Linked DNA regions of Gossypium hirsutum: region 1 is linked to region 2. A link is a contact called in public Hi-C data. All regions are on one chromosome and are shown on one strand. Each heading gives the region's core, a stretch centred on a gene start, on an enhancer-like site or on the middle of the called end of the contact. The rest is flanking DNA. Distances are from core to core; before and after follow the strand shown.

The links. A called contact is a pair of places that touch in the nucleus more often than the background predicts.
Region 1: a Hi-C map of leaf shows a contact between it and region 2, with 2.4 times the contacts expected there. The contact joins the promoter of LOC107945360 here to the enhancer-like site in region 2. A contact is called at or near these places in 3 of 34 Hi-C or Micro-C datasets (callus and leaf).

The regions. Positions count from the first base shown.
Region 1 is chrD12:29,528,406-29,533,445 of Gossypium_hirsutum_v2.1, reverse strand. LOC107945360 (BTB/POZ domain-containing protein SR1IP1) reads left to right here and starts at 2,586. Exons shown (of 5, transcript XM_016879333.2): 1 at 2,586-3,185; 2 at 3,283-3,352; 3 at 3,557-4,171; 4 at 4,257-4,796; 5 at 4,996-5,040. The coding sequence starts at 3,088.
Region 2 is chrD12:29,362,749-29,367,815 of Gossypium_hirsutum_v2.1, reverse strand. No RefSeq gene overlaps it. Among protein-coding and RNA genes, the nearest start is that of LOC121224527, 13 kb to the left of the region's middle. Within about 2 kb of position 2,970, at least 9 of the 9 cell types and tissues checked have an H3K27ac peak or open chromatin away from gene starts, as enhancers often do. A contact at or near this core is called in leaf, where this site is marked.

The DNA of each region.
Region 1 (5,040 bases), core at 1,337-3,836, 170 kb before region 2:
TTTTTACATCTTTTGTTTCTTTACATAGTCTTTTCATATAAGAAAAGAAAAATTCATGATATAATTCATTTTTACAAATTGGGTTTTGAAAAATAAACTAAATGAAATTAATCGATTTGAGTTTGAAAAAAAAAATTTTGTGATACATTATATTTTTTTGGGTAAGAGAATGTCATTAGAGTCAATTTCCTGTGCCTTTGTAATTTCAATTCTGGATGTTCTTCAAGGGCATGGAACTCATTTTGAAGATATTGCTAATTTGATTTCGAGAAAAACTAAGGAAATATGTAATGATCTAACTTTTTTTGTTTTGTTTTTAATTTGTTTTTGAATTCTATAGAATGATTTTTTTTTATTTCCCATACATATTAATCTTTAAAAACAACTTATTTGAGATTTTATTTTTCTAAGATTTTTATATAGAATTTTTTATTTTTAAAATAAATTTGAGTTTTTTATAATGTTATATAGAATCATGGTCTAATTGATAGAAAATATAAAAGTTAAGGACTAAAATTATTATTATACCAAGTTAAAAAGTGTCACTTAACAATCGAGTGACAAAAAAAATCAAAAATGTTAGTGGTCAAATTATAACTTTTTAATTAAATGACTAAAATGAGAACTTAACTATAGTTTAATGACTAATAATATAGTTTACCCTAAATTTAAATACTATATATATAAAGTTATTCAAATTACCCTATATAAAAAATTGAAGGCTCAATTACTTTTGAATTTTAAGAAAATTTAATAATAAAGGTGAAAATACCAACATCAGGCACATGCTACCACTGTTCTACTTTTCAAGTTTTTCATTTTTTATATTTTTTAATTTAAAAACTAATTTTATGTTTCATTTTTGAATTTCAAATGGCTTTATAGCATTTTTCATATTTTTAATGGTTTTTTTGAAAATAAGAAAAAAATTAATTTTTTAGAATTTTATGTATTTGTTTTTTTAAATTTATTTTTGAATAAAATAGTGTCATGTCAACAATAAAATATATATGGACTACCATGCAAGATGTGACATTGGTATCTAAAATTTCAATATATATATATTAACATTCAAGGAGTAGATAACTTTTTTTTTTTAACTAGAAAAGAATTTCCTTTTTTTTTTGGAAAATTTTTACAATTTCAACTTTTTAGGATCTTTATTGAAAATATGAAATTTTTTTTTTGAATTCTTTATATGCATTTTTGAAGAGTGAGGATCAAATTTTTGAAGAGTAAGGATCAAATTAACAAAAATCTTAAATGTTAGAGTTTAAAATTACTTTATTTTAGGTTTAAATCACAAAATGTTATCTAAATTATACCTATTTTCTCAAGTTGGTACCTAAATTAATTTTGGTTACAAGTGATACTAAACTATACTATGTTACCAAAAAAAAAATTAAATAGCAACTTGAGAAAAAAAAGTATAATTTAAGTACCATTTTATGATTTAAGCATTTTTTGTATAATGTCACATTAGCCTGATTAATTACAAATTTGAATATTGTTCTGAATTGAGTTAAAATTATTAAAATGTCTAGAACTATTCAAAATATTTCTATGACTATAACCCTTAAATAAAAAGATAAATATGATTCAACGTACATTTTCTTACAAAGATAATAGTGTCGATGTGAACAAGGTGAATACAGCTTAGTGTGTTATAAGGAGAAAAAAAATAAATTTCAAGAATTGAGCTACATATTTCATGAAATAGCCGGGAATTATTAAAAGAAGGCATTTAATAACTCAAGCTTTTGCATTTCATGGTTAAATTACCCTCTTTTTAATGTGTAAAAGTTTCCAGTAGCTATGGTGCCCATTAGCATTAGTCCTTTTAACTTGAATGCACCAAGAGTCAAAATTTGATAGAATAACATAATAATTGAGAAAATGGGACAATTGCCTGCAACTAAATACAAAAATCCTTTTAATGTTGGTATAACCAGGAAATCCAAAGGATGGGGCCCGGAATAGCTGTGAAATAATCCCACTACTTCATACCAAATCCTACCGTGGATTGGCGATCAAATCAACTATCAACGTTATGAAAGGGACCTTTAATTTAAATTGCGTAAAACAGATGATCATGCTTTTCATTAGTTTTTAAGGAGAATTTCTACCCAACCTTAATAGAAACCCAGTTATCTGCTGCCTTCAAAATGTAGGGACAAACTGATCTCTTCTATCACTTTTCAGAATAGAAACCCATCGACATGTGTCATCTCAACCTCACCCATGTATGGATACGAGAGATGCAATTTTAGTTTAGGCCTGTTAATGTGGAAAACTTTTTCTAACATTTTCCTTCCATTTTCCTACTGTTGCCGATTGGAGACTAGTTAAAGTGGTGAACAAGTAGTCGCTCACATCACCAATTACACAAGGGCTAGACTTGGAATGTTAATATGATGACTACAAAAGTAGTCAAAAATGTTTTCTCCATTATTACACTGTAAAACAATATAAGAGTAACATATTTAAAAATAGTTAGAAGATTAAATCTTTTAAATATCCTGTAATAACTAAAACATAAACTTTTATCAGAGAGAGATGGGAACATTTGTGGATGGGAATATTTCCCACTCACAAGCTTTCGACCTTTAGCCGCCAAGGAAGGAAGTTGAAGCCATCTCATCTCTACAACCCACACCACACGCTGTTAATCTTCATCTATCTTCTTATACACTCACCTCATTTCATTCCACTATTACCAAAATTGCCACTCATTTAAAACCTTGTCCACCGTACATCCTGCCCTCTAGTTTCCTTGTGAGGCCTAGTTTTGGGAATTCCCCATTTCTGATGGCTTTTTTTAAGGCTGAAGTTAGATAATGCAGTTTCATTAGAGATTTAGAGAGATGATAGCTCCTGCTTCTGCTTCTCATTTAAACATTCAAGGCAAAAGAAAAAGAGACAAAACATTGAAGGAAATGACATGTTTCTGTTGCTTCCTTACAACCTTGTAAAGTTATAAGCATCGTGTCAGAATTTCTCTCTGCCAATTGCCAAGGTTCTCATTATCTATGGTTTGATGGAGATAGAGATAAGATAGATCATGGTAAAATTAGTTGAGTGCGTTACATGGTGGATTTTGTTAAGGAGGAGATTGCACCTACTAGTCTTAACATGTCATCTAAAAAGGAGCTTCTTTCCACAGCCATGAAGAGAACCAGCGAGTGGTATCAGTATTATCCCCTTTTCTTTCAGTAACAGGGATCAGTTTTGATGAAGTGGCTGCTGAAGTTGATAACCTGATCTCTTTGTTGTTTTTCCCAGGATTTTCTCTCAGGAGATTCCCAGTGATGTCACTGTCCAAGTTGGAGGAGTTTCTTTCTCACTGCATAAGGTAGAAATCAAACACTTTAATTCATGAATTTCCATTTATCAAGAATGACAAGCAGCCGTAGTGTTGGAACCATGGTCGCTTAATTGGATACAGTTGATGTTCGTATTTATTTAGTACCATTTATAGACAAGTTCGCATCTATATTTTGTTTTATTTATGGCAGAACCGTGCACTTTTTGAACTTATTTCCTACTTGAATTGCAGTTTCCATTAATATCTAAGTCTGGATACGTAAGGAAAGTTGTATCAGAATCCAATGATGCTGATCATTCAATCATAGAAATCCCCAATGTTCCAGGTGGAGCAGATTCATTTGAACTAGCAGCTAAATTCTGTTATGGGATAAATTTCGAGATAAGCACCGAAAACATTGCCATGCTAAGATGTGCGGCCGAGTATCTCGAGATGACTGAGGACTATGCAGTCGGAAATCTTGTGGGAAGAACTGAAGCCTACTTGAATGAAGTGGCACTTAAGAGTCTAGCAGGAGCAGTTTCTGTGTTACATATGTCTGAAAGCCTCCTCCCTATTGCAGAGGAAGTTAAATTAGTGAGCCGGTGCATTGACGCAATCGCGTATTTAGCTTGCAAAGAGAGCCAGTTTTATATGTCTAGCAGGTCTGATAGTGGCAATGATAGTACCATTTCTTTGACAACCACTAACTCGAGACCAATTGTCGATTGGTGGGCTGAAGATTTAGCTGTTCTTCGAATCGACATCTTCCAACGGGTTCTGATTGCAATGGTAGCAAGAGGGTTTAAACAATATGATCTTGGTCCAGTGCTTATGCTTTATGCACAAAAGGCTCTTAGAGGTTTGGTGAGACACCCATACCAACATGATGGACTTCTTTACTAGATACATGTTTGATGTCTAAAGTGCAGACTCCTTTTTTTTCATGCAGGAAGTATTTGGAAAGGGGAGGAAGAAAATTGAGCCACGACAAGAACACGAGAAAAGGGTCGTGTTGGAAACCATAGTGAGTCTTCTGCCTAGGGAGAAAAATGCAATGTCTGTAAGCTTTCTATCCGTGTTGCTTCGTGCAGCGATATACCTTGAAACAACTGTTGCTTGTCGACTTGATTTGGAGAGAAGGATGGCCTTGCAATTAGGACAGGCTGTTTTGGATGATCTCTTGATTCCTGCATATTCTGTTACCGGGGATACATTATTTGATGTGGACACCATGCAGCGGATCTTGACGAACTACGTTGAATATGAAACTGAAGGCCACCATTTTGGATACAAAGAAGATGATGAGTACATTTCTCCCCCACCAAGTGACATGGAAAGGGTGGGAAAGCTAATGGAGACCTACCTAGTTGAAATATCATCTGACCGTAATCTACCTATCTCGAAATTCATCGGTCTTGCTGAACTCATTCCGGAACAATCCAGGGTAACAGAGGATGGGATGTATAGAGCCATAGATATCTACCTCAAGGTACATAAATCTCCATCTTAAGAATCTGCTGCAACTTTATTCCAAGACTTCGTACACATTGCAGTAATGGTGATCTTGAAGCATTTGCATACAAGATAATATTACTACTATCGAGATTCACAACTTTTCAATATAATTGTTATGATCTTTTTGATCCACCATACATATATTCCTTCACTGATTTGATTACAATCAATAGGCCCACCCCACTATTACTGACATGGAGAGGAAGAAAGTTTGCAGT
Region 2 (5,067 bases), core at 1,721-4,220:
CACCTGATGCAAAGAATAATCAAAAATTCAATTAGGCACTCCCTATTGCTACATTTGAAAAGTTAATTTTCAACACTGGATTACGTTATTTCAAAGATCTTAAGTGATTCTTACATGAGGGGGAGTAAATTCGCACTACATATTTCTTTTAAGGTTGTGACATACTATGTATTAAAATATTATGTACTATTTTTTCCTTTACTAGGTTTTTGTCCCACAGGATTTTTCCTAATAAGATATTTAATGAGACATATCATTTATACAATGAACATCCAATGGGGGAGTGTTATGAATGTTATTAAGTGGATGCTCATTATAATCAACCTTTCACTTTTCAACTTCCTTAACTCTTCACATTTCATCTCATTGTAACTCATTTCCTATTTATGTATTAAAAAATGAGGAGTCTAATCTCCCTATATATATATAAGAGTATACTACTTATGGAAAAGGATAGAAAAACAATAGAAATCTCTCTTTATTCTCAACTATTATTCTTGTATTCTTTATCTTATTATTATTTCATAACAAATAGATATTTTTTTACCATATTTTTTTATTTATATTTATGTGGTAGTTAAGGTAATAAAACATTGGTTACCATATTTGTTGATGTGCTAATTTTAAGGTAATAAAATATCATAGAGTATTCTTTACTTTATTTGCGAAAATAACTGAACAACATTAGTTATAATAGTTAACATCCTTCCATCGGTGAATTGTTATGTAGTCTGTAAACATCTTTGAGGAATTAAAACACAACAGAAAATTAAGTTTTTCCTGTTGAGAATTCAAAATATCAGATTTCGAATTTTTAGAATTTGGTTTGAAGAGTTTTTAAAAAAAAAGAATCTCTTAGAATTATTTTTTAATAAAAAAATAGTTTTTATTTTTTAATAGGTTGAATAATAAAAATTTGGAAAAAAGCATTTTTTTTAAAGAATCAAGTTCATTTAAGACTCGCGCATTAACCCACGAGGTATCGAGTTTGATTTATTCCCGACCCTTTTTTTTCAAATTTTATTTTTAATTTAAAAAATATTTTTAATATTAAATTTTTAAAATTTTAAAATATTTTTAGATTTTTCTAATATTAGATTGAATCTCAACTACTTTATCTAATTCTTATCATTTATATAATAATTTAAATTCAAATTCAAATTCCTAAACGGATCCTAATAGAATTTTCTGGACATATAACAACTTCCTTAATTTTTTTGACACACAACTTTTTTTAATTATATAATAAGAAAGCATGTTTATATTAATTATAGTATGAGAAAACATTTTAACATTAATTATGTTATCGGAAAAGTATATTTAGATTAAGGAATAGTACTTGATGCATCATCAATGCATAAGTTTCATACATCATCAATGAAGTACTTTAAATTACTTCGTTAATGAGTAAAATAATAAAGTATTTAAGGACTTATATATAAATAAATACTAATAAATTTATTTAATTATAATTAAAATTAATTAACATTTTTATTTTCTCAACCCCTTCCCTACATATTGAGACATAGCAAATTTTCTCTAAATTGGGTTGAGATTTTTTTTTTCACATCTCCCTCTTTCACGTATATAAATTGAGTTTTCGGGTTTTTTTTTTCTAATCTCAAATCGGTAGTGAATAAATTTTTCATCTATGAAATTCAGTTTTCTACTTTTCACGGGTGTTCTTGCCAACAAAGTATTTTTATTACAATAGTCTTAAATCTGTAAGGTTATCCTCTAGCATACTTAATGGAGCAAAAATATGGCTAAAATATTTCTAAATTTAATAAAAACAATCCCAAAACTCAGTTTATATATGTACGAGAGCGAGATGAGAAAAAAATCTCAAAAATAATTCTAATTATTTGGTGATCGAAAATTAATCAAATAATTTTAAATTGAGAAAAAAAATCCCTAAACCTAATTTAGAAAATTTTTGTATGTCAATACATAGGGGAGAAGTTGAGAAATAATTAAAATTTTTAAATATAATTAAATAAACTTATCAATATTTATTTATAAGTCTTCAATTACTCTATTATTTTACTCATTTATGAGCTGGTTTAATCTTGTTCATTAACAGCGAATGAGACTAATACATCAACTATGTATTAAACATTATATGTTATATCAATTATAGTATGAAGAAGTATGTTTAAATTATTTACATAATTAGAGGAAAAAGAATAGAAGAAAAACAACAAATTCCATCAATAAAAGCATTCATGTAAGTATATAACTTCGGTTAAAATTCTAAACACATTTTTTTTGGTGATTAGAGCAAGATAAACAACTAGTTACATGGGTGCATTCTGAAATAAAACACTTTTAGTTCTATCTGCATCTAGGATTACTTGAATCTCCCTAATAAGAAAATGAAGTATCTACAAGTCTTCCTTTCTTTCGAAAGTCAATTTGGCTAAAGCATCCGCAGCATGGTTGTGTTCCCTAGGTATATGTCTTAAAAGTCACTGATCTTCATGAGACAAAAGGCATTGGATCCTCCTGATTAAAGCAAAATTTGAAATAATTGATGCACTATCTTGAACTACTCTAACTGCCTCCAAATTATCAGATTGGATTATCACCCTACAATGTTTTCTTCATTGCATGAGATTGAGGCCATCCAAAATACTCCATAATTCAGCGTCGAAAACTGAGCATTTTCCCAAATATCGGATACATCTAAAAATCCAATCCCTATTTTCATCCTGCACCACACCCCTAGCATTAGCAAGACCAGAACCCATCAAAACAACACCATCAGTATTTAGGCCAGAATCCATCAAAACGTCCAATATAAAATGGGTGGTAACGCCTTTATGAAGGCTAGTATGCATGAGTACTCCACTAACAGAAACAATCGCATCTCCGACAGAATTAACAGAAGAGACATCGGGACTAATAGCAGCCTTGGCCGAAACTGATTGAAGTTGGGAGTCAGTGTCCTGGGCCACTGGATTAGGCCCTATATCATTACACTTGGTGTTTGGGTTTGTTACAATAGCAGCGGCTTGTACCAAAGGCCCCTGTCCAAGAACGGTTGCTGGCAAATAATTTTTAGATGGGTCCGTCGCTGGTTTTCCAATCCAAATTGCCTTTGAAATATCTCCCTCAACTCTTGAAACTTTATTTGATCCATTAGGCCTGTATTGGCCTGGCTTGCTAAAGGTTCCACGACTTACCTGATGAAAGCCTCCACTGAGGAAGACATTTCTTTATAACCGAATCTTCTTGAGCTAAGTTTTCCAAAATTTTCTTTCCCTTATTTTTGGATATCGTCGACCTTTCCTTTTCCAAAGCAGTATCATCATCTTCCTCTTCAATCTGGGTCAATGCCTTAAATCGGGATCCCGAGAAACCCCCTCCAGGGGTATTCTTTCTAAGTTTACGAGATTCTCTTGGTTGTCTCCTGATTTTTCACTCCATTATCATCCAAGGTCCAAATGGCCCTTCATCCACCACAGTACCAGCATCCGCCATAGCCATATCTGCCGTTAAATCTTTTCCGACCGGAGTAGTCACAACCTCTTTCGCCTATGTACAAGTTTCCTTAAAATGACCGTACCGCCCACAAGAGAAACAAACCACCGGTAACGATTCATATTCGATGCGTTGAATATTTCCATTAATTAGGACCTGTGAAAGCAAAGGTTTTCCCAGATTAACGTAAACAGCCATACGAGCATATTTTCCTCTCGCTTTGCTATCCGTATTGAAATCCAATTTTGCAATCTTGCCAACCATTCCACTAATTTCCCACAGTATTCTCTTTTTGTACAAATGTCCTGGAAGACCCGGGGATTTGATCAAGGTCATTACCACATTCGGGTAAGGTTGTGCGAGATTAAACTCTGTTGTCTAGGGTTGTACAGTCAGATATTGACCGTAAATGATCCATGGTCCTTGGGTTAAAACCGTCTCATAATCCTCTGAATTCTTGAATTTCATCAGGAAATATCCGTTCTCAATATCCATCAATTGGGATGACATGGAAGGCTTCCGAAATCCATTAATCTGATTTTGGAGTGCTGCAAATCTAATGTTTTGCCCCAACAACTTAAGCACCACTCAGGTAGACATTTCTTTGATTAAAAGTTGATTAACCCGATCCAAAAACTCAATCGATGGAACTCCGTTAACAGATGACCTTTTGATATCTCCATCAAGAAAAAGCAAAATCATCATCCGTTTCAAGACTAACCACTTTACTCCCCCTTTTTGATCATGCAATCTTTTACCGAAAAGCTTCTCTTTCTAGGATAACGACGATAAAGGATTCGAATCAACAACCATCTCTGGATCCGACCTTGAATCTGTCTCTTTAAACCGCACCTTTTTAGTATTCCGATCACCAACAGAACAGGAACCATCCCCATTGTCACCACAGAGAGAATTCGACATCTTCTATTTCAATTCTAAACACAAATTTCTGTTTAAAATACATAAAACTAGTTAATTTAGGAATAATATATAATTTAGCCCCTGAACTTATCTATTTGTATCTAGTTGGTTCCTAACTTTTTGGATCTAATTAGTCGTTGAACTTGTATTCCGTCAATCAAGTTGGTTCCTCCACACTAACACCGTTAGTTTGTGATGATGCCATGATATTTCTAACCAATTTAGAGGACGACATATGGGAAACATAATTTATATATTTATATATATTTTTAGTTTATGTTTTCCATATGGTGCACTAAGAGGCTACCACGTGAGATCACCAGATTAGCTAGTTGTATCACGTTAGCACAACTAATAATGTTAGTACAAAAATATTAATATAGTTGATGAAATACAAGTTTAAGGACCAATTAGATAAAAAATATTTAGGGACCAACTACATAAAATGAACAAGTTCAAGAATCAAATTATATATTAACCCTTTAATTTATTATAAAATTAAACAGCGCTAAATATTTATTTTAATAATAAATATTCCAGCACACCAATCTCGGTTTAGCTGAATTCAAAACAAGCAGTAAACCCCAACGATATTCGGTTTTGATAGACATAGATAGGTTGAGACTTGAGAATTTTTCTCTGATGGATGGACCGCTTACGCTT